Regions from separate parts of the Mus musculus genome. Here regions 2, 3, 4, 5 and 6 are each linked to region 1. Evidence: chromatin contacts called from public ChIA-PET, Hi-C and promoter capture Hi-C data. All regions are on one chromosome and are shown on one strand. Each heading gives the region's core, a stretch centred on a gene start, on an enhancer-like site or on the middle of the called end of the contact. The rest is flanking DNA. Distances are from core to core; before and after follow the strand shown.

Evidence for each region. Promoter capture Hi-C pulls out the DNA fragments that hold promoters and counts their contacts. A called contact is a pair of places that touch in the nucleus more often than the background predicts. ChIA-PET counts read pairs in DNA pulled down with a chosen protein or histone mark. Capture Hi-C pulls out chosen DNA fragments and counts their contacts.
Region 2: a Hi-C map of the N1E-115 cell line shows a contact between it and region 1, with 4 times the contacts expected there. The contact joins the promoter of Cbx6 here to the promoter of Mief1 in region 1. A contact is called at or near these places in 4 of 39 promoter capture datasets (the 3T3-L1 cell line, 3T3-L1-derived adipocytes, maxillary cranial neural crest and 1 more), 1 of 15 datasets of contacts at CTCF or cohesin (the NIH/3T3 cell line), 6 of 484 Hi-C or Micro-C datasets (the N1E-115 cell line, embryonic limb bud, embryonic stem cells and 2 more) and 6 of 115 datasets of contacts at active chromatin or transcription factors (T-cell acute lymphoblastic leukemia, double positive thymocytes, embryonic hindbrain and 3 more).
Region 3: an RNA polymerase II ChIA-PET map of effector CD8 T cells shows a contact between it and region 1, with 10 read pairs. The contact joins the enhancer-like site here to the promoter of Mief1 in region 1. A contact is called at or near these places in 1 of 39 promoter capture datasets (the C10 cell line), 1 of 484 Hi-C or Micro-C datasets (B cells), 6 of 115 datasets of contacts at active chromatin or transcription factors (the 230-238 cell line, bone marrow-derived macrophages, effector CD8 T cells and 2 more) and 2 of 9 other capture datasets (liver and pancreatic islet).
Region 4: a contact with region 1 is called in a promoter capture Hi-C map of fetal liver, with 3 times the contacts expected there. The contact joins the promoter of D730005E14Rik here to the promoter of Mief1 in region 1. A contact is called at or near these places in 12 of 39 promoter capture datasets (the 3T3-L1 cell line, 3T3-L1-derived adipocytes, cranial neural crest and 8 more), 1 of 484 Hi-C or Micro-C datasets (Th1 cells), 4 of 115 datasets of contacts at active chromatin or transcription factors (bone marrow-derived macrophages, effector CD8 T cells, embryonic stem cells and 1 more) and 2 of 9 other capture datasets (adipose tissue and pancreatic islet).
Region 5: an RNA polymerase II ChIA-PET map of effector CD8 T cells shows a contact between it and region 1, with 12 read pairs. The contact joins the promoter of Grap2 here to the promoter of Mief1 in region 1. A contact is called at or near these places in 4 of 39 promoter capture datasets (the HPC-7 cell line, hippocampal neurons, macrophages and 1 more), 5 of 115 datasets of contacts at active chromatin or transcription factors (the SCID.adh cell line, bone marrow-derived macrophages, effector CD8 T cells and 2 more) and 2 of 9 other capture datasets (adipose tissue and pancreatic islet).
Region 6: a promoter capture Hi-C map of pancreatic islet shows a contact between it and region 1. The contact joins the promoter of Cbx7 here to the promoter of Mief1 in region 1. A contact is called at or near these places in 2 of 39 promoter capture datasets (the HPC-7 cell line and embryonic stem cells), 1 of 15 datasets of contacts at CTCF or cohesin (embryonic stem cells), 71 of 484 Hi-C or Micro-C datasets (the AML12 cell line, B cells, the Ba/F3 cell line and 46 more), 16 of 115 datasets of contacts at active chromatin or transcription factors (the HPC-7 cell line, T-cell acute lymphoblastic leukemia, astrocytes and 11 more) and 4 of 9 other capture datasets (adipose tissue, liver, macrophages and 1 more).

The regions. Positions count from the first base shown.
Region 1 is chr15:80,231,043-80,236,004 of GRCm38.p6, forward strand. Mief1 (mitochondrial elongation factor 1) reads left to right here and starts at 3,038. Exons shown (of 6, transcript NM_178719.5): 1 at 3,038-3,139; 2 at 4,763-4,962. Gm46521 (a long non-coding RNA gene) reads left to right here. Exons shown (of 2, transcript XR_001781722.2): 2 at 1-339.
Region 2 is chr15:79,831,433-79,836,394 of GRCm38.p6, forward strand. Cbx6 (chromobox 6) reads right to left here and starts at 2,901. Exons shown (of 5, transcript NM_028763.3): 1 at 2,711-2,901; 2 at 2,483-2,526; 3 at 2,270-2,335; 4 at 2,080-2,146. The coding sequence starts at 2,779. It overlaps Npcd (neuronal pentraxin chromo domain), which reads right to left and starts at 2,901. Exons shown (of 9, transcript NM_001013362.2): 1 at 2,711-2,901; 2 at 2,483-2,526; 3 at 2,270-2,335; 4 at 2,080-2,146. The coding sequence starts at 2,779.
Region 3 is chr15:80,608,995-80,613,956 of GRCm38.p6, forward strand. The region is part of intron 1 of Grap2 (GRB2-related adaptor protein 2); the gene reads left to right. Among named protein-coding and RNA genes, the nearest start is that of Mir6957, 35 kb to the right of the region's middle. Within about 2 kb of position 2,702, at least 29 of the 459 cell types and tissues checked have an H3K27ac peak or open chromatin away from gene starts, as enhancers often do. A contact at or near this core is called in B cells, effector CD8 T cells and pro-B cells, where this site is marked.
Region 4 is chr15:79,891,007-79,895,968 of GRCm38.p6, forward strand. D730005E14Rik (RIKEN cDNA D730005E14 gene) reads right to left here and starts at 2,132. Exons shown (of 1, transcript NR_030675.1): 1 at 1-2,132. It overlaps Apobec3 (apolipoprotein B mRNA editing enzyme, catalytic polypeptide 3), which reads left to right and starts at 1,402. Exons shown (of 8, transcript NM_030255.3): 1 at 1,402-1,563; 2 at 4,405-4,552. The coding sequence starts at 1,511.
Region 5 is chr15:80,570,210-80,575,171 of GRCm38.p6, forward strand. Grap2 (GRB2-related adaptor protein 2) reads left to right here and starts at 2,388. Exons shown (of 8, transcript NM_001289442.1): 1 at 2,388-2,532.
Region 6 is chr15:79,930,122-79,935,083 of GRCm38.p6, forward strand. Cbx7 (chromobox 7) reads right to left here and starts at 2,525. Exons shown (of 7, transcript NM_144811.3): 1 at 2,327-2,525; 2 at 465-508. The coding sequence starts at 2,395.

The sequences.
Region 1 (4,962 bases), core at 1,788-4,287:
GGCATTTTTACAGCAGTGGTCTGCACACCTATCTAGCTCTCCCCTTTGACCGTGACGTCCGTCCGGGAAGACTGAAACTGCATTTGATTTCTGCCTCCCCATCTGCTTCGGAAGCAGGTACTGAGTACATCAGAAACAATAGCGTTAGCGCTCACGTTAGCGCTCATCTTAAAATATCCTTTTATTTGTTTTGTTTTGTTTTGTTTTGTTTTTGAGACAGGGTCTCACTGTGTAGCTCTGGCTGGCCTGGGATTTGCTATGTAGATCTGATAACCTCAAACTCATACAGATCGGCCTGCCTCTGCCTCCTGAGTGCTGGGATTAAAGAGTGCTCTACCATACCTGGGTCTTGTTCACTTTTGAAACCTTTGTGGTGCATGCGTGTATGCATGCGGGTTCACATGTGCATGTGTGAATGCAGGCGCCACAGCACCTATGTGGAAGTCAAAGGACAACTTGGAATGACGGTCTTCACCTTCTACCTTGTTTGAAGGTGAACAAACACCTCTTATTTTTCCCTTCTGTGCAGGCCAGGCTAACTGGCCTATGACCTTGCAGGGGTTTTTTTTCCCATTTCCTGTGCTTGTCTCCCCACTGGTACATTGGCATCAAACACTCATGCTACCACCTCAGACTTTACATGGGTTCCGGGAATTCAAGCTCAGGTTCTCAGGACAATGCTTTACCCACTGACCTCCCCCTCCCCAACCCCCCCCCCCCAGCATCCTGCCTTGGCCTTCTGGACCCGTGGTCACAGAGGCCTCCTAAGGGACCTCAGATTGAGACTTTCCCTGAGGGCCCATCCTGGAACTAGTGTCCTGGATTTCCATATATACACATATTATTTTATGTGCATTGGTGTTTTTTTTGTTTGTTTGTTTTTTTTTTTTAAGATTTATTTATTACATGTAAGTACTGTCTTCAGACACACCAGAAGAGGGCGTCAGATCTCGTTACAGGTGGTTGTGAGCCACCATGTGGTTGCTGGGATTTGAACTCTGGACCTTCGGAAGAGCAGTCGGGTGCTCTTACCCACTGAGCCATCTCACCAGCCCCCAGCATTGGTGTTTTGGCTGTATGTATGTTTGCATATGAAGGTGTCAGAAGCCCTGTAATTGTAACTTAGACATTTGGGAGTTGCCATGTGGGTGCTGGGAATTGAACTTGGGTCCCCTGGAAGAGCAGCCAGTGCTCTTACTTGCTGAGCCAGCTCTCCAAGCCCCTGTTTTCCAAAAAATTTTTCCTGGCTCCAAATCCCTTTGTGCTTACCCATGCATGAAAGAGAATTATGTTTTATAATAACAAAAGCCACCAACCACAATGGCGACCTTTTCATGCTCTCTGACATTTAATTCTAATCTTTAGTCCCATGAGGTCATCTTCTTTGTCCTCCTTCAGCACTGAATGCATCCCAGGGCAATGTGTGTACTAGGCAAGTGCATTCACAGGAGCAAAGCAAGGCTCAGGAAACTGAACCCGCTGCCCCAAGTGTACCACCAGCACAAAGGCCCTTTCCAAACCAGACAGACTTGATCACTCTGACCCCTGACCTTTCTTTGACCTTCCAGTCTGTACTGGCTAGTTTTGTGTCAACTTGACACAGCTGGAGTTATCACAGAGAAAGGAGCTTCAGTTGAGGAAATGCCTCCATGAGATCCAACTGTAAGGCATTTTCTCAATTAGTGATCAAGGGGGAAAGGCCCTTGTGGGTGGGACCATCTCAGGGCTGGTAGTCTTGGTTCTATAAGAAAGCGGGCTGAGCAAGCCAGGGGAGGCAAGCTAGTACAGAACATCCCTCCATGGCCTCTGCATCAGCTCCTGCTCCCTGACCTGCTTGAGTTCCAGTCCTGACTTCCTTGGTGATGAACAGCAGTATGGAAGTGTAAGCCAAATAAACCCTTTCCTCCCCAACTTGCTTCTTGGTCATGATGTTTGTGCAGGAATAGAAACCCTGACTAAGACACAGTCCATCCATTCACCAGTGAAATGCCTACTGTACCTGAACCTGTGCCCTGGGTAAATGAATGTTCCCCTTGAGCTGCAATTCCTATAAGGTCCTGTTTCCTTATGATGTGAGTTGATAGTTATGTCCAGTCCTGTACCCAGTCCAGAGGATCCCAGATTGCCCATGCTCTGTGAAACCTGGCTGAACCCTGAGGTTTGCATCAGTGTCTCGGCTGGCTGGTCTCTGGTCTCCAAAACACCACAGATATGTGGGGGCTGGAAGACACTTTAATGTTTAGCCCCCATTATACTGGGAGCATGGGGCAGGAGTGGGGTGAGTGTGGGAAGGTTAGTGAATCTGGAAAAGGTAATCCTGACATCCGAGACTCTGTGTGTGAGTGGGTAATCCTAAGGTCTCCCCCAGAGGGTCTCCTTGTCCTTTACGAGTGGAAAACTCGTCTACTTAGGAGACTGTCCCGAGGGATAGGTTACCCGGTCTTCTAGCTGGAAATTTCACAAACTAGATTTATTTGGGTCACAAACTTCTTTCTTTAAAAAGCAAAGTAGGGCGGCCTAAAAGAATGGAAAGCCACACACTTTGGAGGAATACTGAGCTTGGACCCACTGTGAGCCTCTGCAGGGCTCAGCTTTCAGTGCAAATGACCCTGCCTCCCTCGGCCTCGATTTTCCCAAGTGTAACACTGGAATGCTGAAGTCTACCAAACAGAGAGGTTGGGTTGGACAAAATGCAGTGTGTCAAGTAATCAATTCAGTGTGGTCAGAGCCTCTCGCAGGCCAGACGTAGGCAGCAGGTGGAGGGCGACGACTTGCGGCTCCTCCCTTAAGCCACACCCAGCCAGCACTGAGTTTACACAGAGACTGCACAGTAACGCTTTCGGAGGAGGGGCCGTGGAGCTAGGTAACGTCACCTAGGAGGCGGGGCTGCGTCTGTGGGCGGGGCCCCACGACGGGCAGCGCTGGACTAAGTTCCGGGCTCCGCCTCCGGAGGGAGGCTACGGAGGGGCCGACCGGAAGTGCTTCCGCCTCCGCCCGCCTCCGCGCTCCCTGTCGCGTCTCCGTCGGCCCCGCGAGCGAGGTCGTGCCCCGGAAGTAGAGGGGCCATGTTGATGGGTGACCCGGAGAGAGGTACTGGGCGAGTGGCGAGTCCTGAGGAAAGGTAGCGCGTGGTCCGCGGGTGAGTGAGGGAGCGAATGAGGGCGGCCGGGGATCGCCCGTTTGAGCTCGGGCCAGTTTGGGGGCTACCGGCTCCCACCGGGGCCTCCAAGCTTCGCCCCGCCCCGCCTCAAGACCCGGTTGCCTCAAGCCACAGAGCCAGCCTGGCCCCGGGGTCTGCGTTCCCGTCCTCTGGGCGTTGTACCCCGATCGGAGCCCGTAGTCAGTCACTCAGCGACCTCGTTCCAGCCCCTGCGTGACGTTCTCCTTCCAGCCCTCCGTTGTTTTTCTGCATCTTTTGCATCCCGGAAGACCCTCAGGGCCAAAGGGGAGCTGTTCTGCAGTTGAGGAAAAAGGGACAGCGGTGGCTTGCCCCGGTTCGCGCTGGAAGTTAGCAAGGTCAGAGGCTACTGCTTCTGTCTTGGAGCCCAAAGTTCAGATCATTTTTTGTTTTTCATCCAGGAACTCCCTTCACCCCTGAAACACATACAGGCTCATACAACAACTGTTTCTTCCTCATAGGGTTATGGGGAGGATTCCTCCTTCCAGCCTAGTTTTGAGGTTGGTGAGCCCTGGGCCCTGTGCTGGCAAAGTTTGCTGAACGCCCTGAAGTGCACACATGTAAGACACCCCCCCCCCCCGCCCCCACCTCATTCCAGCGAGTTAGGGTCTGGATTGTTTTGGTGAGTGGGCAAATCACTTCCTTTTGGGAATGATGTCACATACTTGGCACACATCTTTCATCTCAGCTCTCAGGAGGCAGAGACAGGAGGATTTCAGAGTTTGAGGGCAGCCTGCTTTACAGAGTGAGTTCTAGGACAGCCAGAGCTCCGTAGAGAGGCCCTGCATCAGGAAACCAAATTAAACAAAAGCAAAAGAAAGCAAAAACAGAAAGAATAAAAAGAAAGAAAGAAAGAAAGAAAGAAGAGATAGAGTGATGTCTCTGTGGTTAAGAGCACTGGCTGCTTTTCAGAGGACCCAGGCTCAATTTCCAGCACTTCTGTGGTGGCTCACAACTGTATATATTATAACTCCAGTCTAAGGATATGACAGTGTTACACTCTCAAGGCAAACTGGCATGTAGACAAACATGCAGGCAAATACCCATACAGAAAAAAGTAAAAAAGTAATTAAAACAATAAGGCCAATCAGCGTGATGCTGCTTATATGGTGGTACCAGGATCCAGATATAAATCCTGGTCTTTAACTACTCTAGGCCACACTGTCTGGTAGAGTCCCATTACAGGGGCTTTTTAGGAGCAGTTCTCAAAATAACCTTGTGTAGTAAGTACTCTCATGATGTCTTTGTTATCTCTGTTTTACAATGAGGAAGCTGATGCCCACTGTACTTTATGCTAAGTGCCCGGGCAGTGGGATGGCACAGCCAGGACTCAAACTCTACTTCTTGAACCCTGGTGAGCCTTAAACTGAACTTCTCCAGGAGGGGCTGTTTACAGGGAGGAAGCTGATCCCAGCTTTGCCATGAGTCCTTGGAAGTCTCTGAGTCTGGCATTAAGAACCCCTGCCATCCCTCCCTCCCCCCAACTCAGACACACACACACACACACACACACACACACACACAGTGTCTAGCAGGCCCTGCTGTCATCAGTTCTGACTCTAGCCTTCTGTGTCTTCTCTGTAGAGTGTGACGATTAGTACACGTCGGTCCCCCATGGCCCCTTGGAGCCGAGAGGCAGTGCTGTGTCTGTACCGGGCTCTGCTGCGCCAAGGCCGAGAGCTTCGCTACACTGATCGAGACTTCTACTTTGCTTCCATCCGCCGAGAATTCAGGAAAAATCAGAAGCTTGAGAATCTGGAGGCTCGAGAGAAGCAGCTGGAGAA
Region 2 (4,962 bases), core at 1,651-4,150, 400 kb before region 1:
ACATGGCATCTCACAAATACCTGTAACTCCCAATTCTGGGGATCCATTTCTGGCCTCCATGGGCACCAGGCACGAACATGGTATACACATACACACACACACACACACACACACACACACACAGAAGCACTCACGTATTAAACAAACAAACAAACAAACAAAAAGATGTTATTCTCCTTGGGTTGGGAGGTTTTTGACAGGCCCTGGGTCTGCTTAGTGAATTTCGAAATCACTGCAGGCCACATTCACTGCACTAACAGGACAGGAGTGGCTACAGGGTTTGGGGAGGACTGCAGACAGCATTGAGACACTGCTGCTAGCTCTCTGTGGTGGTGGGTACCTTATTAACCTGTTTCTTTTCCATGGTGTGGAATGGGTTCGTGGCAGCCATCTCAAGAAGGCGCCAGGATGTTCAGCACTCCTCCTTGCAGAAAAACCTGTGTATTCTGCTGAACTGCCTCTTACTCACAAAGCAACAGGTCCAGCCTAAGCTACCTCCCTCCGCATCCCTTCACACCAGCTGCTTCCTAAATTCTGGATTAAGGCTCTACAGCAGGCAGCTCCACCCCCTGCCCTAGCATCTCTGAGCCTTGTTTCCTACAGATGTGTGTTCAACTTCCACCTATAAAAGTGGACTAGTACTATCAACTCCACTGGGATGTTGAGACGATTAAAGGAGATGATTCGTGCAGAGGACTCAGCACTGCTGGGTTCCAAAACAAATGGGAAATGACAACTTTTAAGAAAAGGGCATTTTGAGAATCCATACTCAAGATCATTACCGCCTTGACCACTAGAGGGTGCTCCAGGGGCGCCAACAAGCTGTCAACACAGCCCACCAGTCTTCCAGCTGCTCTGCCCACTCCCTCCCCACCATCAAGCATCAGGGTTAAGGTTGCTGAGTTAATCCCCGAAGATGCACCGTGGCTAGAGGCGGGGGAGTAGGGGTACGCGACAATAGGATTCCAGAAACCAAGGGGTTTTTTTTGCCACATTTGCATTTGGTCCAAGGCTAATTCTTTACACCCAGTCTTTTGGCTGGCGGAGGGGGCCAAGACAGCGCAGGGGGCCAAGACAGCGGGGTCTGGTCCACCCTTCCCCCACTGAGCTTGGAGCTCTTTGGACAAATTGGAGATTAAGAGGTTCTGCATCTTGCAGTCTCTTCTCCAAGGAGCTCTTCCCGTGTTGTGCTGGTGCCAAATTTGGTGAGAAGACCTGGGGCATCGTTAGTTCTTTAGGGAAACTACGGAGGCAGACACTGACCGCCTTGCATTAAGTGGCCATCAGGGATCGTCTTGCTCTCCTCTTCCCAGGCTCTGTTCTTCCTCATCAAAAACAAAACAAAACAAAACAAAACAAAAACAAAAACACCCCTAACTCTCCAAGATGGCTTCCCATGAAGTTCTTCGCTCTCTTGCCAAACAGGCTATGTTCACCATGCCCCACCCCATCTTCATTGGAACCTCCAGAAATATCAGGATTAGGGGTAGACAGGCTCAGGACCCGAAAGCTGGTAGTCCAGTGTGAATGATCAAATTCAGGTTGAAGTAATTTAAGGTCAAATTCAAGCCGGGCCCCCAAGTGCTATGGGAGAAGGTACAGAATACACTCCAAAGGAGGTGGGCAGTTATAGGGCATGGGAGGCCAGTGTTTTGCCAGGAGGTAAGCCTATCTATACTCAACAGCTCCAAGACTCTAAATCACAAAACAGGCCAGTGTGTTCAAGGCTGGAGGAGATGAAGGGTCTCACTAGCGAAAAGAACTTCCCAGTCACCTCCTCCCCTGAGTATGCCCCACCTGCTTCACTCACCCGCTTCCTGGAGCACAGTCGATCCCCCACCCCCAGTTCCTGGTTTCATCCCTGATTACCCCACTCCCAGGCCCCTCTGGCTGGGCTGGCTACGGCCCGCTGCCAGGGACTTGTCAGGGACTCACAACCACCCCCTGCCCAGCTGGGGCCCCTCTGGAAAAGCCTGCCCGCCTAGGCAGCGGCGGATCTGTCCCTCCCTTGCAGGCCGGCCCTGTGCTGCGCCCTGGCTGGGGGCCCGAGCGGGGGCTGCTGGGGCTGGGCCAGGTTACCTTTAGGAGGAAAGTTTTGGGTTTAGGTCCCCTCTTCTTGGGCCCATACAGCTCACGTTCCCTTTCCCTGTAGTCAAGAAACGCCAAAGATGAAAAAGGGTCCCTTCCTGGGCCCCACTCCCCGACCCTGCCCGCCTTTCCCGCTTCCCTGCGCGGCGCCCCACCGCGCCTGCCAGCTTCTCCAACTCACTTCTGCTCGAAGGCTGCGATGAGCCTCGAATCCAGAATGTTCTCCTCTGGCTCCCAAGTGCTGTACCTGCCGAGTCACGCGTACAGAAGAGCAAAATGAAAACCCAAGGGGCAGGGGCACACCGCGAGGGCTCAAGCACGCACCCCCTATCCAAGGCCCAGGTGTCTTCTTGCCGCCTCCCCAGTCCCCATGCCAACGACCCACGACACTCACTTGATCGCCCACCCTTTCCATTTCACCAGGTACTCGATGCGTCCCTGAAAAACAGAAAGGAAAAAAAAAAAAATAGGGGGTGGGGGTGGGGAAGATGCAGGGACGCGAGGAGGCGGCGGCGCGGGGGTGGCTGAGGGAACCCGGCTAGCCGGACCACTGCACCCCGAGGGCCCCGCGGGCTCCGACACCACCGCGGGGAACACAGGGCTGTCCCGGCCGAGGGCTCACCTTGCGGATCCGGCGTTTAATGATGGATTCGGCCGCGAAGACCCGCTCGCCTACTGCAGACAGCTCCATCTTGCTCAGCGGCACCCACAGCCCATAATACTCCCTGCTCCCGCGGCCGGTGCTGCACCGCTCGCGCACGCGCCCCAGCGCTCAGGCCCCCGGCGGGCGGGCGCTCGGCGGGGCGCGCGCTCGCGTTCCAGCTGCGGGCCGTCACGTGATGCTCCGGGCCTGAGCGCCGTTGCCAGGGCCTCCCCCTCCCCCGGGGCGGTTGCTAGGGAAAATGAGCGCTCGCGGGGCGGGGGCGCGCGAAGGCTCTTAAAGGGGCCTGTCCTCTCCCCCGCAGTCCTGGCGGGAGACCGATGGATGCTTGGCTGCTGCCAAGCCGAGTGAGGTGCAGTGCAATCCTACATTGTCCCACTTCATCCTGCAGGCCCAGGATCCCTGCCACCTCCTACCCTCCTTGTAACTCCTCATGCCAGAATTGCCAGGCCCTCGACAGAGAGATGCGATAGGCCCAGGAGTCTCTAGGCGCTGTGCATCCTCCTGCAGACGTTTGCAAACAGTTAAATATGATACAGCAGAAATGCATTCACTGCAGCTTTGCCAGGCCTTGTGGGGATTTCTTTAACACATCACCCCATCCATTATTTATGTATTCGTGGGAGTGTGGTTTTGTAACCGGTTCAGATAAGTTAAAACAAAAACGCCACAGCAGGAAGGGGGCGGCGGGGGGGGGGGGGTGACTGCAGAGGTGACCCAGGCCTGCGACCATGGTCTCAACACCTACAAGTAGACCTTGGCGAGTGTGTTTATAAACCAAAGAGAGAGAGGTCTCAAAAGAGAACCGCAGGGCATCCCAGATTGAGTCCAAAGCAGTCTTTCTTTGGGTCACTCAGCAGAACCCGCCTTCATGGTCAAATCTGTATTGGGATTTTCAGGCCGCAGGCCACAGCATAATTCTACAAACCACAGCTGCAGGAATGACTCCGCCATTGCTCCTGGGAGGCGCAAGTGGGATCTGGAACTTTCCCTCTTGGATGTAGCCCACCTCGCTGGAAACACACATTGAAAAATTATTTAATCGGAGTTTCCATTAGGCCAGTGGTCTTGTTCTTTGCAAAAAGAAAAAAAAATTAACCACATATAAATAAGGAAACGAAAGGGAAGGAGCAATTCATAACCTGTATTAAGTCATTGGGGTCCTCTAGCCCAGTTCTTTCCCTAAACTCGGGCCTGCATGAATATGCATAGATACATCACCTACTTGGAGAACACAGGCACACATGTTCTATCTATTTAAATGTTTAAGCACTATAGGGTTGTACTATTCACACTGGAGATGCTATCCTCCCTTAATGATATTGATTGGACATTAACACTGATTTTGCTCTGTTCACCTGTTGTCTAGGGCTGGGCTGGAGGAGGGGTGGGGATTTGTAAGGGTCAGGATTATCTTTTGATTTCATGATTGGCTTATTAGAATGGGGTGGGGGCACAGGGTTGTACAAGTCTCCCCGCGATTGCACCATTTCTTGAAGGTGCAAATTCACTGATGAAAATCTCAGCTTTCCATCCCTGCACGCCTGCAGATATGTATAGAAAGTACATTGACTGAAATCCTTCTGCTCCCCCTCAAAGTCTTTATGCTACTGAGAAAATCCTCTTAGCTGGCAAGACAGCAAACCTGAGGTGAACATCACCTAAGTAGAGAGTTGTTCTGCCCCGGTGGGGTGGCGTGGATGAGCAGGTAAGTTGAATGTGTGGGTGTCTGTGCTTGTGCAAGCTGAGGAGGCCACAGGATGAAGAAGATGGCCACCTATCCACATAGCAGATCACTCAGCAGTCTTTGTGAGCCATTGTGGAAGCTTTGGGAAACAAAAGTCAGTGCGGTGAGAAAATTGCCTTTCTCCCTGCGTGACCTCAAGGTGCAGATAGTTCCCCAGCAGTAGATGGATTTGTGTCAAGTTGCTGCTGTAACAAACAGCTCCAAATAGAGCAGCGTAACATGACCCGCTCTGGAGTGCAGATGTCCCAGGTCACAGACATTGAGCTAAAGTCAAGGCTAAGAACCCTGAACACATAAACAGCCCCTGGCCTCAGGGGGCTTCTAGAGGCCACTGTCACTCCTTTGGCACTCGGTTGTGTTGCTCACATTTCTTTTTTTTTTTTTTTTTTTTTTTCTTTTTGGTTTTTCAAGGCAGGGTTTCTCTGTATAGCCCTGGCTGTCCTGGAACTCACTTTGTAGACCAGGC
Region 3 (4,962 bases), core at 1,452-3,951, 380 kb after region 1:
ACACAGGACAGAAGGAGCCGAGGCTTAGTGTGCTTGGATAACTTTCTTAGGGTCACATTGCCCAGAGAGTTTGTGGAAGAGGCCAGGTTTATGCAGTCTCAGGCAAGGAATAGACACACCAAGTCTCAAAGAAGAATCAGAGAGAGTGAGGTTATTCAGCGTGACAGAGCAGGCCCCAGTAAGACAGTTGGGTTGATCTTAGACTAGGAATTTTTTTTTTTTTTTTTTTTTTTTTTTGGTTTTTCGATACAGGGTTTCTCTGTGTAGCCCTGGCTGTCCTGGAACTCACTCTGTAGACCAGGCTGGCCTCGAACTCAGAAATTCACCTGCCTCTGCCTTGAGTGCTGGGATTAAAGGCTTGTGCTACCACCACTTGAATAGAAAATTAACTCTTGCCAGGCATGGTGGCCCACGCCTTTAATCCCAGCACTCAAGGCAGAGGCAGGTGAATTTCTGAGTTCGAGGCCAGCCTGGTCTACAGAGTGAGTTCCAGGACAGCCAGGATTACACAGAGAAACCCTGTCTCGAAAAAACCAAAAAAGAAAGAAAGAAAGAAAGAAAGAAAGAAAGAAAGAAAGAAAGAAAGAAAGAAAGAAAGAGAGAAAGAAAGAAAGAGAGGAAAAGAAAAAAAGAAAAAGAAAAAAAGAAAATGAACTCTTAACTTTAGACAGACACATCCATGCCAGGATTTACAGCTTAATTAGAAGAGGAATGATTGGACTTTAGCTGACATAGTCTGAGGCTGGGACCCTTGTACAGTGAGCAACCTGCACATCTATACATTGTGGTATGAGCCAAACAGCAGAAGGGTGTTGACACAGAGGCTACTGGGTACCTGGGGTGTCTGGAGAACAAGAAGCCACTTTGCCAAGACATGTTTGCTTCAGGTAGTTGGAATTCTGAAGTCAATTTTGAGAAACAGGTTGAGGGCAGGGGCGGGGGAAAGCAGGAGACTGCTGAAGGCCTGACAAGATGATGAGAGAGGCTTGGGTGGCTAAGAGAAGTCATGTGATGATGTGACAGGGACTGATTCTGAATGGGAAAACAATCCTCAGAAAGCACGCATCAGAAAGTGTCAGCCCACAAAGGTCTCCGGTCCCTCTGGCCGGAAGTGTGAGATGTGGGAAGATGGAAGGCCACAGCAGCCCTCTCAGATACAAGAAAAGTAAACTGAGTGATTTGCAAAGGGGCACGAGGACAGGGAGACAAAGCAGGAGGAGAGAAAACAGACAAGAAAGCCCATGAGTACCGGCCACTCTCCCAAAGTGTGGCGTAAAAGAGCTGGCACTATGGACGTGAGTGCCAATGGCGTATACAGAAAGGGTCATAGGCATGGTCTGCTTGGACTTTGGTATTGGATTTTGTATTTGTTACAGATTCTAGAGGAAAAAAATAATAACAAGGTCGTAAATGCTTCATTTAGGAGGCAGTGAAGGACGAGGAGTTAGTTAGAGGGCTTATCTAGCATATCCCCTGGGGTTCAGCCTCAGCACCACATACAATTGGGTGTGGTCCACAAGAACACAGCCCACAGAATCATCTAAGCAGAGCTCATAGGGGCTCACAGAGACTGAAGCAACAACCACAGAGTCTGAGCTAGGTCTCCTGTATATATGCTGTGGTTGTGTAGTTTGGTGTTCCTGTGGGACTCCTAGCAATGGGAGTGGGGGTTAGCTCTGACTCTTTTGCCTGCTCCTGGGACTCTTTTTCTCACTGGGTTGCCTTGTCCAGCCTTAATTTGAGGGTTTGTGTGTAGTCTTATATAACATGTTATGCCGTGCTCTATTGATATTCCTGGGAGGCCTTCTCTTTTCTGAAGGGAAACAGGGAGAAGGGATCTGGAAGGAAGGGGAGGTTGGGGGACTGGGAGGGGTAGAGAGAAGGGATATTGCAGTCAGTAGGTTATTTAAAAAAATTAAACCAAGTGTGGTAGCATATGCCTCTAATGCTAACACTCAAGTGATAGAGACAGAAGGGTCAGAAGTTCAAGGTTTTCCTTGGCTACTCATGAGTTTGAGGCCATCCTGGGCTACCTGAGATCCTGTTAAAAAGAGAAGAAAGAGAGGGAGAGAGGAAAAGAGAGAAAGCTTATTCTATTGTGTTTATACTTGATAGTGAAATAATCTTGACTAATGGATCAACAGTAGGAGGCTTTAGGTAAAGGGGTGGGGCTCATAGATAGCTAGTTGACTGAGGTCACACAACTGGTTAAGGAAAGAGCCAGGACATGAATCCCACTGTGGCCAGCTCCAAAGGCCATATCCATTCATTATAGATCATGTCTATTTATCATAGAATAAAGACTCAATGTCCCTTGGTTCACTTAAGAAGAAAGAGTCGGGCTTTGGAAGATGGCACAAGGACATGAGTTCAAGCCTCAGGACCTGCATTTAAAAGTCAAGTGTGGTTGTGTGTGCCTGTGATCACAATACAGAGGAATTAGAGATAGGCAGAACCTTGGGCTCGCTGATCATACAGCGTACCTAACAGGTGTGCTCTGGCCCAGGGAAAGGCTATCTCATAAAATGAGGTGTAAGGGAAGAAAAGGAAGAAGAGAAGGAAGAAAAATCAAAACGCCTGCAGGCCAACCAGACTGGCAGCTGGCCAAAGGAACAGAGGCAAACAGAATAAAATATTCAGGGCCACGTGAAGCCCTGTGCTGTGGTTCAGAACTCCCACATTAGAAGGGGCCTAGCGTCACCATCTTCCTGTCTAACACACCTGCACCCTTAGAGTATTTTAGCTCCTGAACAGCCAGCAGCAATGTATAACACAATTACCAAATGCGAGCAGCAGAGAAAGTAATTGGATCATCCTATTTCGCCCAACCCTGCTCAGGCCACATCCTGAATACTAAGCTCAAGTTCAGTGACATATTCTAGAGCTAGAGGAGGACTGAGGTGAGGCCTTTGGACCTTGACCAGGAGATCAAGGACAGGTGATGAAAGACTCTGGAACAGTCATATTTAGGAAAGAAAATCTGGGATTTATGGTGGTCTGGGTTGTTGTTGTTGTTGTTGTTGTTGTTGTTGTTGTTGTTGTTCTTCTTCTTCTTCTTCTTCTTCTTCTTCTTCCTTCTTCTTCTTCTTCTTCTTCTTCTTCTTCTTCCTTCTTCTTCTTCTTCTTCTTCTTCTTCTTCTTCTTCTTCTTCTTCTTCTTCTTCTCCTCCTCCTCCTCCTCCTCCTCCTCCTCCTCCTCCTCCTCCCCCCCTCCTCCTCCCCTTTTTCTTCTTTGAGCAATGTCTGGGATGAGGAGAGACATTTTTGTTCAATGTAACAGACATGCCAAGCAGTTTGCTTGCATTTTACAACCAAGCTGCTTCCCTTGCACCTACATGCCCGCTGAGGAGAAACCCAAATTGCTTTGTGAACTGCTGCCAACTTGGTGAGCCCAAAGTTGGGGGCCTTTCTTGATCAAAAGTGCCAAGACAAACGAAAGAGAGACCAGCTGGCTGTGGTGCTTACCTGTAATCGTGACACTGGGGAAATAAAGGCAGAAAATCGGGAGTTTGAGGCCAGCATTGACTTTGTATCCAGTATGAGACCCTGTATGGAGATAGATAGATAGATAGATAGATAGATAGATAGATAGATAGATAGATGGTAGATAGGTAGATAATAGATAGATAGATAGATGATAGATAGATAGATGATAGATAGATAGATAGATAGATAGATAGATAGATAGATAGATAGATGGATAGATAACCAAACTCATTCAAGGAAGGCCTACATTTTCCTAAAATGAGAAAATTCTAATTATTTACTTGACCAGCAAAATTCAAAATAATATCCCTTTAACTGGGTTTTTGCTTGTCTTGTTTTCTGATTTTTTTTTTGAGACAGAGACTCACTATGAATTCCAAGGCAATATCAAATTTGTGATTCTCCTGCCTCAGCCTCCAAAGTGTTGAGGATTATAAGCATGTACCACCACCAAGCCCAGTTAATACCATCCCTTTGATTGGCAACTTTTAGTGCTTTTACGGGGTGACTTGCTCTATGAAGCTGTCAGCACCTCTAGGGTTTCAGGAATAGACTTATGGACTGAAGGCAGGTAAGTGACTGTCTGAGTTAATGTTCGCTTCTGCAGGCTTGGAAACCAGTGAGCTGAAAAATGGCCAGCGTTCCAATGATAAACGGGGATTTGATGACACAAGGAAAAATGACAAAAAGATTAAGGTGGCTGTGATCACAGAGTCTTCTGGGCTACACGTGTGTGTGTTGATCAAACAAGAGTGACGAGAACCTCAGGCACGGATAGGGAGGGGAAAAAGAGGAGACCGACAGGGAGTGTGTTATGGGTATGAGCAATGTTACAGCCCCAGTGACCACAGAGCAAAAGATGGAGGGTTTTCAAACACATGATAAATACGACCAACTTTCAGAGCCCAGATCAATAAAAACAAATCTGAACTGGGCCGAAGGGAAGAGGAGGAGGAGCATGAAGGTCCCATAACGTCCTAGTGATTTATTTGAAGGAGAACCGTGACGTGCCCTGAATAGGAAATGGGAAGGAGGAAAAAGACTGGCTTCTGTAGAAATCTGTCTGACTGTCCCTTTCTTGCCCTTTACTTTCATCTCCCTCAGCCGCTCCCCGCACCCTTCTGACGGGGTTCACAAAACGCTTGTGGAGTCAGGGAGGTATTTGTAATGCTTCATTTCCACTCGGACTTGCCCGCAGCACGGTGTGTCCGTAGACAATTGCTATGGCTCTAGGAAACCGGAAGGATAACGGGGCAATCAGCCAGAGATGCATCAGCCTTTCTCCCATCATTTCTGTTGTTGCCCTAAAGCACAGGATTGCTGGGTCAGAAGTCAGCTTGACAGCCCAGTGGGGCTGTCAGGGACCTCTCTCTAGTAGGGCCGGTGATATCTTGGCATTTTGATGCTGTTGTTTCGAGGTTTGCATGGTGTTGTTTTAATAAAACAACAGGAGAATTTTTAAAACATACATTCTAAA
Region 4 (4,962 bases), core at 882-3,381, 340 kb before region 1:
CAGGGTCAGTTCCCAGCACCCACACTGCTGCTCACAACCATCTGGAACTCCAGTACCCAGGGACCTGGTGCCCTCTTTTGAATGGTATATACACATAGGTGCAAACAAACACTCATACAAATACATGTAATAAAGAAATAAATACAGTGACTGGCGCTATTTCTTTCATTCATTTCTTATAACAGTTTGGGCACTTGCTAAGTTTCTTACATAAACCACATTTTATCTTGCCAGCATCCCAATAAGGTAGCTTTTTTAAAATGCCCATTTATAGATGAAGAATATTAGACTCAGGATGTTAAATAAATCATCAAAGGCCACATTAAGAAAGAGACAGAATATCTTGGCTGCAGGGCTGGTATTATTAGCACTATGTCCTCCTTTGGATCTGAGTTTGGTGCATTTTCTGGATCTACTTTTGTTATATTTTCTTTTTATATGTGTCTACTTCCGACTGAAGTATTATTTCCCATTAGTGCTGTTATATTGTGTCCATTTGTTTTCCAAGACAGTAGAAAACTACACACACTCCCTCCCCCACCAAGTTCAACAAGTTTGGCTTTGTAAAGAAATAAGGATAGCCTTCCACCAGATGGGGGCGCTGTGACACGCTCGCCCTACAGGAACTGGCTACTGTGCCCAGAGCCTCTGTGGAGAGCACCGTGTATACCTGCACACGTGTATCCCAAACCACTGGAAGATTACTTGACTCCGTGTGCATTCACTCCTCCAAAGAACGCTAGCTGAACCTCAATAACCAGAAGCGTGCACTTGCTACATTTGACTGGTCCACGCTACTGCCCTCGAGAGACACAGGTCTGTGAGAACAGTAAACTCATTTCGGTCTCCCTCATCTGCAGGGAAACAAGCTTGGATGACGGGCTCTGATACCAGCTCGGCCACCTGCTGCTGGCTGATTCGGAGCCATCAATGATCCATTTTTGTGCTCCCCGTTGATCTCAGTCTAGCTCCACACCTGGGGCAGTTGGGAAATTAGAGGTGAAGGGTGCCAAAATCCAAGCCACAATTAGAAATGCGAAGCCAGGCTGTCCCCTCCCCTCCTAAGCCGAAGGGAGAAAATGTAAGGGTCCCCACTCCTTAACACCTACAGAGTCAAACCCTTGGTTCAACTGGCAGCTTTGGCTGCAAGCTCGGCACAGGATGGTCTAGGCAGGTTGGATGGAGACGCCTGGGGCCACCCTTGGGGCGTCTGTCCTACCCTCACCGCGGTCGGCATCAGCTTCTCTCTACCATCAGTTAGTTTCCCTTTCTCTTTGCGATCCCCGCGGGCCGCTGTACAGAGGAGCAGGTCTCTGCCAAGCCAAGGGACAAAGAGGTGGGCAGGAGCCTTCTGGGCTTGATCGCCTAGAGCCCTCCCATTCCGGGAGCTGATGCAGGAAGAAGGTGGGGCCTGCATTCACTTGGCCCGGGAGGTCAGTTTCACTTCTGGGGGTCTTCCATAGCCTGCTCACAGAAAATGCAACCCCAGCGCCTGGGGCCCAGAGCTGGGATGGGACCATTCTGTCTGGGATGCAGCCATCGCAAATGCTATTCACCGATCAGGTACCGCTGGCCCCGCTCCTCCAAAATTTTCACTGCAGTCTCTTCCTGGTGGCCCCCATTTTGCTGTATACCGAGCCTCTCCTCTAGGTCCCCAGCTCCCGATTCCTCTCTCACATTCTCCAGGATACTCCGTAGCTCCCACTCCCCTCGAGGGTCCTTGTTCTGAGCCGCTTCGGTTACCTTATAGCTGCTTCTAAACTGGCCACCCTGTACCCCTCTCCACGTCACCCATATTTCTTCCTGTTGAGACTTCTCAGTCTGGGGTTACTCGCCTTTGGGTCTTCATGCTGATCCAGGGCTAGGCTGGTCTGGGCTTCAAATTTTAAAGAGAAATCCATGGAAGCAGACTTTGGACGACCATGTATGGAGAACTTTCGATAGATGTCCTAGAATATCCGTGCTGTTTTAACCCAACCTCAGGGGATACTGGGAGAAGAGGGGACCACTCTCTAAGGCAATGTGAACCACCTTTCCAGAAGTAGCCACTCTGAGCTGGGAAAGGGAAAGGGTAAAGAGAAATTCCCCTAACACACCCATTGCCTGGATGCTTGTGGAGACTTCTCGGAACCACACCAGTCAGCTAAGAGAAAAAGAGAAATAATAGGGGGCGGGGTTGGCACTGGAGAGAGATGGCTCAGCAGTTAAGAACCTTTGTCACCTTCCACAGAGGACCAACTGCTACCAGCAAACACATGGTATGGCTCACAACCACCTATAACTACAGCTTCTGGGAATCCAAGGCCTTCTCCTGACCCCCAGACATGCACATATTAATTCAGAACACATACACATATGTATACATGCCCAATGGCAAGAGATGTGAGTGGCCGGGTGTGGTGGCGCACGCCTTTAATCCCAGCACTCGGGAGGCAGAGGCAGTCGGATTTCTGAGTTCAAGGCCAGCCTACAAAGTGAGTTCCAGGACAGCCAGGACTACACAGAGAAACCCTGTCTCGAAAAAAACAAAAGAAAAAAAAAAAGAAAGAGAGAGATGTGAGTGTATTTTAAACCTACATATAAGAAGAAAGTTATACTGCCTACTCCCTTGGGTGACATTCTGATTTTTGTCCCTTCTCCTGGTGCCTGTGATGTCGGTGGAGGCCACTGTCCCGTGGGCAGCCCAGCTGCAAGTGGTGCGTGCATGCGTGGGTGTGGTGGAAATGCAGGCTTTAACTTCAAAGCTAATACTTTTACCCGCTGAACCATCTCCCTGGCCCGTCTTTCGAACCAATTCACCTCACCCTGAGCAACTTTGTCCTGTCCAGTGATGGATAGACCTGTATAGAGAGAGGCGACAGTCATATCACAGAATAGCATGTCTTCAGTCTTCAACAGAAAGCCCCTGGCCAGCTGTCTGTCTCCAGGATTAGGGCTCCTGAAGCCAGTTATCAGCAATTATCTGTTAATAGCCTTGTCCCCTGGGTGTGGCCTTGTAACCAGTCCCAGATGTCACCTCTCCTTCCAGAGTCAGAGATAAGCCTCCGATCCCATTCTTCTGACCAAGGCTTGATAGACGTCTGATTTTTCCAGCTCTTTTCTACAGGCTGCTGGCTATGAGGGAAAGGGTCCAGCCTGGGGTCCTCCCAGGCCACTAATACCTAGCCAGCTTTGAGGGAAGGGATCCAGACTCTGTCTCCTGATTTTTTTTTTTTTTTTTAAGATTTATTTATTGTAAGTACACTGTAGCTGTCCTCAGACACTCCAGAAGAGGGAGTCAGATCTCGTTACGGATGGTTATGAGCCACCATGTGGTTGCTGGGACTTGAACTCCTGACCTTCAGAAGAGCAGTCAGGTGCTCCTACCCACTGAGCCATCTCACCAGCCCCCTGTCTCCTGATTTTTGGTTGTTATTATATTGTGGAATTTTATTGTGATGGTGGTGGTAGTTTGGCTGTGTTGTTGTTGTTGCTGTTCTTTACATTCTTGTCTCCCTCTCCCACCCTCCCCCACCCCAGCCCCGACAGGATTTTACTATGAAGCCCTGGCTAGCCTGGCACTCACTATATAGTTCAAGTAGGACTCGACCTTGGCATAATCTTCTTGTTTCTGCTCCTTAAAGACTATAGTTACAGGCTTGGGCTTTCCCTGTCTATTTGGGGGGACCCTCGCCTGCAGGGTCAGGGAAGGACTTGATGAGTTCAGGTTCGAGAAATCCTGAGACATTAGATTGCCCATGTGACGTTAGGAATTTCTCTAACAGTATATAGTGTGGTGGGCCTGGGAGATGGGCACAGTATATAACTCGGGCGCCCATCTGGAAGCCAGGGGTTGATGTCAATTGTCTTCCTCAGTTGCTCTTCCCTTTATTTTTTTGAGTCTTTCACCAAAATGAGTTTGTGGGTTCCAGCGGGCTGGCCAATGAGCTCTTGGGATCCTCCTATCTCTGATACCTCAACTCAGGGTTGTAGATTCACAACCCCCATACTTGGCTTTTATATCTGCTCTGAGAATCAGGACTTGTGTGCAAGCCGCTTTACTGACCAGTCATCTCTCTGGTCTCATTTCCTTGATTTTTTTAAAACCTCCATCCCACATGGAGGTGTCCCGTCTGGAAGGAGCTGCAGCGAGAGGCTGAAGAATCTTGAGCCTTTCATTTCCTCAGGCTGTGCATGTTCTTGGGTAGGACTTGGAGGTAGAACAGCGTGGGGCCCAAGTAGGAGGGCACCTCTCTGGCGGCAAGATTTGTCTCCTCTCCCTCTGTCTTCCTGCTTGGAAAGGACTCCAGAAATTGTCAAAGGTTCAGGGAGTTGGGGGTGCCTCAGGACTTTTGGGGCCTTGTTCTGCTTGGGGTCACTCCAGGGCACACTCTGCAATTTCTGTTTTCTCTCTTGTGCTTGCAGAAACCTGATATCTCAAGAAACATTCAAGTTCCACTTTAAGAACCTAGGCTATGCCAAAGGCCGGAAAGATACCTTCTTGTGCTATGAAGTGACTAGAAAGGACTGCGATTCACCCGTCTCCCTTCACCATGGGGTCTTTAAGAACAAGGTACTGAAAGACCCCCGAGCTGGGTAGTCAATCACTCTGAGGAGACCCTCCCAAGGATCAGCGAGACCACGATTCGGATGCAAACAGCAAAAGGCTTTATTGGGAACACGGGTACCCGGGCGACTCAGTCTATCGGATGACTGGCGCGCCGAGTGTGGAGTTCTTACCCTTTTTATAGGGCTAGGGCTGGGGGGCAAAAAGCGCGGGTACAGAAGCGAGAAGCGAGCTGATTGGTTAGTTTAAATAAGGCTTGGGGTATTTCCCGGTCATTTGGGGAACCTGAAACTGAGGTGGGACTTTCCAGAAACTGTTGCTGGTTTCGCTTTATCTGAGTACCATCTGTTCTTGGCCCTGAGCCGGGGCCCAGGTGCTTGACCACAGATATCCTGTTTGGCCCCTGTCCCAGTATT
Region 5 (4,962 bases), core at 1,138-3,637, 340 kb after region 1:
AGTCACAGAGCTGATGTGAGGTAAAGTACTGAGGTGGCCTGTGCTGCCTGTCATTCCTGCCAGCCAGTCAGCACTCTGCTCTTTACTTGGAAGTGGAGGGGTTCCATATTAGGGTACCTGCTGAAACCCTTCTAAGGGGCTCTGGATAGAACTGTTCGCCAGTTCCCCTTCCTGCCCACACCCCAGCCTTGCAAGCTGAGGGGGTCCTGGTTAACCAACCATTCCATGTCACTGACTTGGGGAACTGCCACTGAGAAAGATACTGACCAGGGGCTCTTGGAGCCTTGGAACTTGGCAGTGGAGCTGTTTCATGTAATGATGGGACCCTAGAAGGTACTTAGATCACAAAGGTGGGACCCTGAAGCCAGTGTTAGTGTGATGTGTTATCTTTAAAGTGCTCTGTAATGTGAAAACAGTGGCTATCCTGTTCACAAGCAACTTAGCTTTAAGAAAATTGTACAGAATTTTCTTTTAAAGTTGTCTTTTTTTAAAAAAAAAAAAAAGAGTTGTTTACTCTTATTTGTATGAGTACACTGTAGCTGTCTTCAGACACACCAAAAGAGGGCATCGGATCCCGTTACAGATGGTTGTGAGCCACCATGTGGTTGCTGGGAATCGAACTCAGGACCTTCGGTAGAACAGTCAGTGCTGAGCCGGCCGAGCCATCTCTCCAGGCCTCAGACTTTTATTAATAAGAAAAGAAGCTGGAGAAATGACCCAGTAAAGACTCACGTTGAGCAGCTCACTGTGGTCTGTTACCCCGGTTTCAGGAGACCTAGCACTCTTCTGGTCTCCATGGGCATTGCATTCCCATTACTAAGGATGCAAATTACTTCTTCTAGCCCATTTGATGAATATTTACTGAGCACCTACTATGACCAAAGTAATGTGCCAGTTCTATACCAGGCTCCTTCTTCCCTGTTTCAATTAAAATGCATAATCAGGCAGGCATGGTAGTACACATCTATAGCCCAGCATTGGGGCTGGCTGGACCCAAATCTTGAGGCTGCAGCTGGAAGTCAAAGAGTTCTAGGCATAGCCTGGGCTACAGCACAGAAGAAAACATGTCTCAAAAAAAAAGTGAGAGATTATAATGAGAAAAGGGTTTTTAAAATATAAATCTTCAAGCCCAGTGGTGGTAGTACACTCCTTTAATCTCAGCACTCAGAGGTAGTGCAGGTACATCTCTGAGTTTGAGGCCAGCCTGGTCTACAGAGCAAGTTCCGGGAAACTCTATCTTGCAAACCAAAAACTAAAATAAAATAACTTTTTAGTAAAGTTTATCATTTAAAGAAGCAATGAGATACCGCCTCAGAAGTCAGGAATGAAGTCTAAGTTATACTCTTAGAACTTCAAATTGAATCAAATGGGGAAAAAACTATGCAGAGATTCATGCCGGAGGTATCCCGAAATGTCCCTCTTCTCCTTGGATCCAGCCTCCAAACTCTAAAGGCCTTGCTTAGCCAGTTGAAATGCGTCTCCTTTTTGTGCAAGAGATACAAGAACAAAGAGAAAGGAAGAGAGACTTCAACGGGCTGCAGGTGGTGTGGGGGCAGGGAGAGTTAGAAATATGGAGGTGAGAACTGGGGAAGTTGAGGGAGATGATGATTCTTAAATTGTCAGAGAGCCTTGGGTCCAGCTTGCTCAAGAGAACGTGAAGTCCCACGGGTCCAAGGAAAGATCTGCACTCTTGACCATAGCAAGCCTGGACTTAGAACCCCTGGCTTATCGGCTAGTTAACCCCCATAGTGTGTGTCTGTGTCGTGTGTCTGTGTCACTAACAGAACTCCTGGCTTAGAGAGCCTCCCACTGTTTTCTTCCTTCTCTCTTGGGTCAAGATTTGTATCACAAGCTAAGAGTTATGTAAATGGGTTGGCTACACTTAGCAAGCGGTTTCTCTGAGATTTTAACATCATGATTGACCAGGGAAGACTTTAACTTTTTCCCAGTGGCCTTTGCATTTCTCCGGATGGAATGATGTGAAAACAGGCTTTTTCCTTGAGGCCAGCAGCAGCTTGTTACCGGATCATATCCAAACTCAGAAGTTTTCTTGTGTGAATGTGAGCGTTGGGGGCAGGCGTGTTTTCAGAAGTTTTCGTATGTGTATGTGAGCGTTGGGGGCAGGCGGGTTTTGTTAAAACTGAAACGAATAGGAGCAGGCATGTTTCGGTGAACCTCCTGCGTTTTGGTTCAACTCTAGCAGCTAGAAAACAAAACCACATAATCTGAGGCTCACGCCCAGCTCTGCGCAGCAGGGTGTCTGCTAGTTCCTGTGTGGTTTGCCTGCAGACTGGCTGGGGGGGAGCTTGGAGGAGGGCAAGGGGCAGGGAGGAGGAAGCTGTATTGATGGATCTGGGGCTTGCGACCTGCTTCAGTGTGGTGCTCAGAAACCAGCACAAGGCAGACCTGTAGGCTGAGGCGGCGCGGTAAACTTGACATTTGAATGCATCTTCCCACTGGCAAAAGGCAATTCTAATAACTCGTTGTCAAAGCCGAGATACACGCTCAACTCAACCTCTTCGCGTCCCAAAGGTAAGTCATGCGTCGTGGGTGCACGCCCTCTGGAAACCTTGAGCGCTTTTAAGATTCTGTTCTCTGTAAGCCAAATCTAATGAAAGCTAGTCCTACTGGTTTTCTGAACTTTGCTGGCAATACTTCAGCCATCAGCCTAGGCTTCTTATCTAGTTGGCTTACGTTAGTAGGGATTGGATTCAACTTCTGTCAAACGAACTAGAGAAAACTTGGTCTTTACTGGGCCCATGGGGGAAAAAACGGCAGTTCTACTAACTGGCTTCAGAGCGATCTCTGGGAAAGACCTTGGATGTTGAGGTCCCAGAGGGGGAAAAAAAAATCCCCCTTCAATAGTGAAGTCGGGGAGTGGCAGGTGGTAGGGAATTGAGCCCAGACTCTGAGGACTTGCTCAATTTTTTCACCAACTCCAAACTGCTAGTTCTGGCGGCATTTGCTCTCTTTACGAAGAACACTGGTCTGAGTTCCTTTAATAAGAGAAAACTTCCCGTGGGAAGACATGAGGAGAGGGTGTTGTCTATCTTTGTCTCTTTATTAATAGTTGTGTGGCATCTTTAAAGACCATCTCTGGTTTCTGCTCTTGTCCCCATCTGTTTCAGAACCTGAGAAAGGAATGCAAAGACCAGGTTTTCACTGACTTAACCATGACTGCATCCACTTAACCTCAAGTGCAGCCTTGTTAATAAGGCATATGGAACACTTTGTATATCATTAGAAGTACTCATCCAGAGATAGACTAAGGGGGGCTACTTGGTCTCCAAACCACCGCAGGGATAAGGCAGTGATGAGCACACATTGTTGGAGGGTGAGAAACTTCAGTGGAAGAGCCTTGCATATGGGTCCATTTATTATAAACTGCTAATTTGTTATAGGGTCCCTTTTTTTTTCTTCTTCATTTTTGATTTCAGAAAGAACGTTTAGTTTAACCTGGTCTCTTTTAGTGAATCAACATGGCCTACAAAGCTTGATATTCATAGTATAATTTTAGAGAGGCCCTCTTGAAAGAAGCAGCCACTATTAAGTAGTGTCTCCCTCTCCCCCCCCCCACCCCCCCACCAAGGCAGGGTTTCTCTGTGTAGCCCTGTCTGCCCTGTCTGTGTAGCATAGGCTGGCCTCGAACTCACAGAGATCCTCCTGCAAGTAGTATATTTCGATGCCAAGTTTTTAAAAAACTTCTAACTTATTCCCTTTTTAAGAATTTTTTTGTGTTTGTGTTCTGGTTTTCTGTAAAAGGAGGCAGCCCCACATCACTGAAGAAAACTACCCTATTAAACTCAACCCCAGAGAGTCTCCCACATAGTAAACTGTAATCTTATTCTCCCTAAATTGTAATAGCTTTCATCTTTTAAAAATGGCTTTACTGAAGCTGAGGGGAAGGAGGTGATCGATCAATTCAATATAAAGAAATGCCTTTGCTTCTAACAATAGCTTCCACGTCTCAGGCCTTCATTGTTTTATACCTACCCCAGAGGGACACCATAAGAATAAAAGAGTTAACATAAATACCATGTACCTTAGGGAAAGGCGCTGTGAAAACGCATGATGGGTCCATTATTATTTCTCTAAATCTTAATCATTTTCCTTCTCGTCTCTTGTACAAAACGCATCTCTCCTGCTGCCCAGAGCCTGCTCTTTTGGAACCATTGCCTTCTGGAAGAGCTGCCAGTGATTTCCATGTGTCTGTTGATTCCCAAAGAATAACACCTGCTGCTGTTGGCAGCTTAAAGAGCTCAGGCCTGAACTTGAACAAAAAAAAAAAAAAAAAATATGTGCCCCTTTTCCTGGCTCTAGAAAAGTCTATAATTGTTCACAAATATGTCATTAAGTGTGATTCCATCAGCGTTTCTTAACTGAGCAACAGTTGCTGCTGGGTGAGTCCAAGAGACAGCACCTGCAAGCTCCTGTGAAGCAAGGTCAAAGTGGGGCAGCCAGGTAGCTCAATGAGCAGAGATGCTCGCCAGCAAATCCAACTCTGTGAGTTCAGTCCCTGGGACTCACATGGTGGGGAGAAAAGAAAAGAGCCCTGCTCTTCGTTCTCTGACTCAGCCTCCACACTGTAGCATACGACGCACACGTAAATAATAAATAATATAAAGTCATAGTAAGCAAATACTTTTAAAAGTCCAAGAGTAGTCACCGTGTAGTTATTTGAATCAAAGAGTAGAGGAGGTGAGCTCATGGTGTACAACTGGAGCCTTCGCGCCGCGCATCTCCCTATACAAAGGGGCGCCTCCATTTCGTGTGTCTCTGTCCTTTTTTCTTCATTATCATATTTTTATACTGTTGGGAGAATTTTCAGGAAATCACAGCTTCATTCAATGAACACGTCACTCACATTTATTGAGCAATTGCTTTGTGCCGCACTTGCCCAAGGGTGCCAAGGTCTCTAACAACGTTCACAGTGGGTTTCAGTAGACTTGAGCCAATAAGAAT
Region 6 (4,962 bases), core at 1,275-3,774, 300 kb before region 1:
AAGTTGCTCATTGTCTTTGACTCTGTCTCTTCACCTGAAAAGCTCAGAATCAGAGCTACTTAAAAATAAAATAAAATTAAAAAAAAAAAAAAGATAACTTACTTGGTAGGCAAGGGAGCACCATCCAAACCCAAGATGACCCAGGCTCTGCCTTTCCCTACCCTGAATGCAGTGAGGACTGGGGAGCCACTGCCCAAGGTTCCCCTCTCACCTAGCACTGAACCTGCCCCACATGGGGACCTCTTCCCCTTGGCTTGCAGCCATTTCCGAAGCCAAGATGCTAGGGCCTTTGCTTCATGGCCAGCAAGGGAGCAGGATGAGGGGATAAGGAGGCCACCCCTTACCAGGGGGGAATTAAGGCCTAGAAAAGCTGGTGATTGAGGAATGCTTGCTAAAAAAGCAACAGGAGCTAGGGCCAGCCTGGTGAGAGGATGACAGACAGGGGACACACAAAGGACTCTTACTTGGGGGGCCATCCTTTCCACTTCACCAGATATTCAACTTTGCCCTGTGAAAAAAAGAAAGGAGATAGGGTGAGACATACATACTCTACCACCACCTGCGGGACAATAGGACCCTCTGCCACAACACAGTATCACCAACCTGTGAACCTCAAGATTGTCAACCTGGAGTCAATACCCCCCAAAACTCTGGCTACCATGCGACATCCCTACAGGCCTCCTTGCTGCCCCACGGGAGTATTATCTGGTCCCAGACATCCCTGGAATCCTAGAGAAACTGAGACCACATGGGACTGTGCATGTAGAGCCTTGTGCGGTGGCTGAAGGACCACCATGCCAGGACCATGATTCCTCACTTTCAAAAAAAAAAAAAAAAAGCCTCAGGTAGAGGCAGCCCAGCAGGCCCTCCACTTGTTAGAAATTGGAGCCTCAAGGGAAAGGGGTCTCTAAGTGTCTCATCCAGCACCATGCACTGGATGAAATATCAACATGGGAGAGCTTTGAGTTCCTCTTCTCTGATCCACCTTGCCAAAGAGTCCCCCCCAGCACCACGCAGTGGACAGCTCTTTATGAAAAGCCTTTGTCCACCAAAGGCATCCACCTTTCCTTTCTCCTGCATCCTTCGTTCATCCTGCATCCTTGTCCTCTGCCAGAAAGCCAGTTCTGAGAGAGAAAAGGGAGCCTTGAGCTCTAGAGTACACTGCCGCCTCGGTAGAGATTTGGGAGTGCTGAGTTGAGCGAATGAGTCCCCTGTCTGACCCACCTCTCTGTTCCTTGTTAGAGGAGATGATGTCTATACCCGCTTCAGTCTAGTACCGAGAAACAGCAAGGAAAGAAAGCAGCCCTAATCAATAGATCGCCAAGCTCCAAGCCACCTACCTTGGGCCCACCGGAACCCGTGCTGAGGATGCTACAGCAGACACTCTCATGCCTGCACTTAAGCCAAATGGAAAAAAGGTGGCTTCAGGAGCCTCCGAAACAGATGGCAAGGAGAAAAGGAGAGGGGACCCTCCCTTAGATCCAGGACAGGAACTCTTTTCATTGCATATGGCCAGCTCCAAGTTCACTCTGGGAAGAGCCCATCAGCAAGCACGTGCACAAAGATCGCAGACTTGAGGTCTGGACAGGAAACTGCAGGTTGAGGTGTGCGGCCCTAAGCGCGGCAAAACCACCTCCTTAAATCTCAGGGTGTGTGTGTGTGTGTGTGTGTGTGTGTGTGTGTGTGTGTGTGTGTGTGTGTGTGTGTGTAAGTGTAAGGCCTTGGCAGAGGTGGGAGGAGCTTTGAGGATGTCCCAACAACAGTGGCCCAGGCTTCAGGGCAGCAGCACCCGGCTGGAAGGTTGGGGGAGGGGAGGAATGGGAGCGGAGAAGAAAGGTGTGCCCTGGGGGGTTGGGATCGGGAAGGTCAAAGTCCAATAAGAAAACTTCAGAGGCCACAGGAGACTTTCCTAAAGCTCTGCGGCCAACTTCAAAGGACTTGGTACTAAATATCCAGAGAGCCGAGTTCGAGACTCACTTTGACTCTAACGCACTGGCAAGTTGCTTCATCAACTTGAGCTTTAGTCTCCTCGAAAGTGAGCGTAAAGGGAACGAGACGGAATAGAACTCAGGATCTCTAGTCCTATCTTCATCTCCATCCCAGGTGGCCTCGGATGCACCAACATCCGAGGGCAACAACTTTAACTCTACTGGCCCTACATAGTGGTGGGGAAAGTGAGGAACAGGATGTGGAGACCCGCCAGGCAGCCCAGGGTCCCCAGGTCACCCCTGCACCACTTTCTGCTCTGCCCAACCTGGAGTGGGCGGTGCTGAGGAGCGGGAGGCAACCTCGCCCTGTCCCGGGAGCCGCCCCCGAGCAGCCTCACCTTCCGCACGCGCTTCTTCCGGATGCTCTCCACCGCAAACACCTGCTCGCCTATGGCTGACAGCTCCATGCGGGGCGGCGGGCGAGTGGGCCCAGGACCGGACCGGGCTGGGCCGGGGGTGGAGCTGCGGGGCCGCGGCGGCTGCGCGCGATGCTCGGGACGGCGGGGACCCCGTCAGGCTCGTCCGGGCGCGCACGCGCACGCGCGCACACCCCCTAGTGTTCCCTCACGCCGCCGACGTTCCATTTTTGAACCTGCGCAACGTTTTCCCCAGCGCCAGAGAGCGGGTGCGCGCGCGCGTGCCTCTGAAAGCGCCCAGAGGGTCAGCTCCGCCCCCTCGCTGCCGGAGCCACGCCCTACTCCTTAACCCCGCCTGCTGACCAAATTGGGCAGCTGGCAGCAGGTCTGATGCTCCTGGCAGTCTAAGGTCCATCCCATCTCTCAGTTCGGCTTCTGGGCTGGACGTGATCAGTCTTCCCAAGTCCCCCTAAAGACTGAGAAGGTCCGAAATGAAGTGGCCTTAAAGCCGAGATTAGCAAGCAAGTAATCTCAGTATTTAGACAGCTGAGGCAGGAAGATCAGGAGTTCAAGGCCAACCTTAGCTATGTAAGACCCTGTCACAAATAAATACATTGAAACAAGGATTGGAGAGATAGCACTTCTGCTCTTTCAGAGGACCTGGGTTGGTTCCCACCTCCAACATTATGGTTCACAACTGTGGCTCCATGGAATTCCATACTATCCTCTGATGTACTCATACACAGTGTGCACATACGTACACGCAGGCTAACAACCACTCATACACATAAGTATTTATTCAGAAATAAGACAAAACCTTTAAAGTTGGAGGTAGTACTTTATGCCTTTAATCCCAGCACTCGGGAGGTAGAGCCAGGCATATCATTATGAGTTCGAGGCCACTTTGTTCAAAACAGTGAATTTTAGGACAGCCAGTTTCCTTTCCTACAAAGGAGACAAGGTCCGGCCGGGTCCGCGCGGCAGGAGGGACAGACAGCAAAGCTTTCCACCCGGAGTACGTAGTCTAAGCAGGCCTGAACAGGTGCCTCTGAGTCCCCCGCTCCAAGCACGCTTCCACCCATCAACCCAAACCAGTCTTAGTAGGTGATGCGAAAACGCACCGCGAGCGCCCTTCCCTGAGGGACCAGGCTAGGCGCTGCTAACACCTCGTCGCAGGTGGAGACCCACTTTTGCCGTCTGCAGATCCCACAACAGCCTGGACTCCAGTGGTTTTTCCACCTCGCCCTTGGTTTGCTGACCGTTTGCCTCAACTAAATGTGGAAGGAAAAAAGTCCTCACCCCGGAGCCAGCACCAAGCCTTTTCAGTTTTCGGCATTGTTGAGGACAGGTCCGAGTCGTCCCCAACTCCTCCCATTTCCTCCTAATTCCTGCTGTTCTGACCTTCTGGAGGAGACTCAGGGCTTCCCCCTCAACATCACCACCCCCCACAGCCTGGATTCTTAGCAACAATCCCCTCCCCCACGGGGCCCAGTGATCGCAGTGCGCTTTCTACCACCAGACCCGACCGAGTCACTCAGTGCTTAGAAGCATTCTGGGGTTCCCTATTCTTAGAATAAACTCTAAGCACCTATGTCTGGCGAAGAAAAAAAAGAGAAAAAGAATGTTACATTGGCACCTGAGCTTTTTTTTTTTTTTTTTCAAATCAAGTGCAAAGGAAGCCAGAAGGCAGGGGATGACATGTCCCTGTCCCCAGAGAAAATTACCACCATCCGAGAACTATAATATTCCATGGAAACATCTACTAAGAACAAATGTACAATGAAGATATTTACGAATACAGACCCTAGAAATTCCCCTATCCCTAAGGGGAATTCCAACCCAAGAACAAGACAAGCAGGGCTCAGGGAAGTCTGGGGGTGGGGCGGAGGACAGAGGGGTCTGAGGTCTGATGCAATGAGGAAGAGACGATGAAAACGCTGGTGGCAAAAAAAAAAAAAAAGGCAGAAACCGCGTCCCCCCCCCCGACCCCCACCACAAAAAAAGATGGGAAATTAACAAGAGGCAGAGTAACCCCAGCGAGCGGAGTTCAAGTATTCTAATATCCTTACACACACCCCGGAGCAAAATAAAAAAATCCGTTAAGAATACAAGTTGCCAAGGTTAGAAACACCAAGAAAAGCAACCAAGCAAGAAGAGAGAAAAATAAACACATGATTTAAGTTCAAATGTTCTGTGATTCAGTAAACGTAGGGAACTAATACTGGGGCCAATTAAAAAAAAAAATGAAGCTGCATGAAATTGCCCAGCTGATGCAGTTTGCACAAAGTAAATACGAAAGGGGTGTTTGTAAAGGAGGGATAGTAACCGGATGGAGACTGGCGCTGGCGGGGCCATTTAAATATGAGGGAAAAAACGCATCACAAACACAAAGGAAGCCCCTTCTAAATAAAGGGACCGCTTTACCAGGAGAAAGGCTTCGAATTGGCATGCAAAACACCACAGCTGAAGGGGTGGGGGAAGAACACACACACACACACACACACACACACACACACACACACACACACACACACAAAACCACAGGAATCCACAAATTAGAGTCAGAGGTTTACTCCCCGCCCTCAACAGACCAGCAGAAAAATAGTAAGAGACCGTAA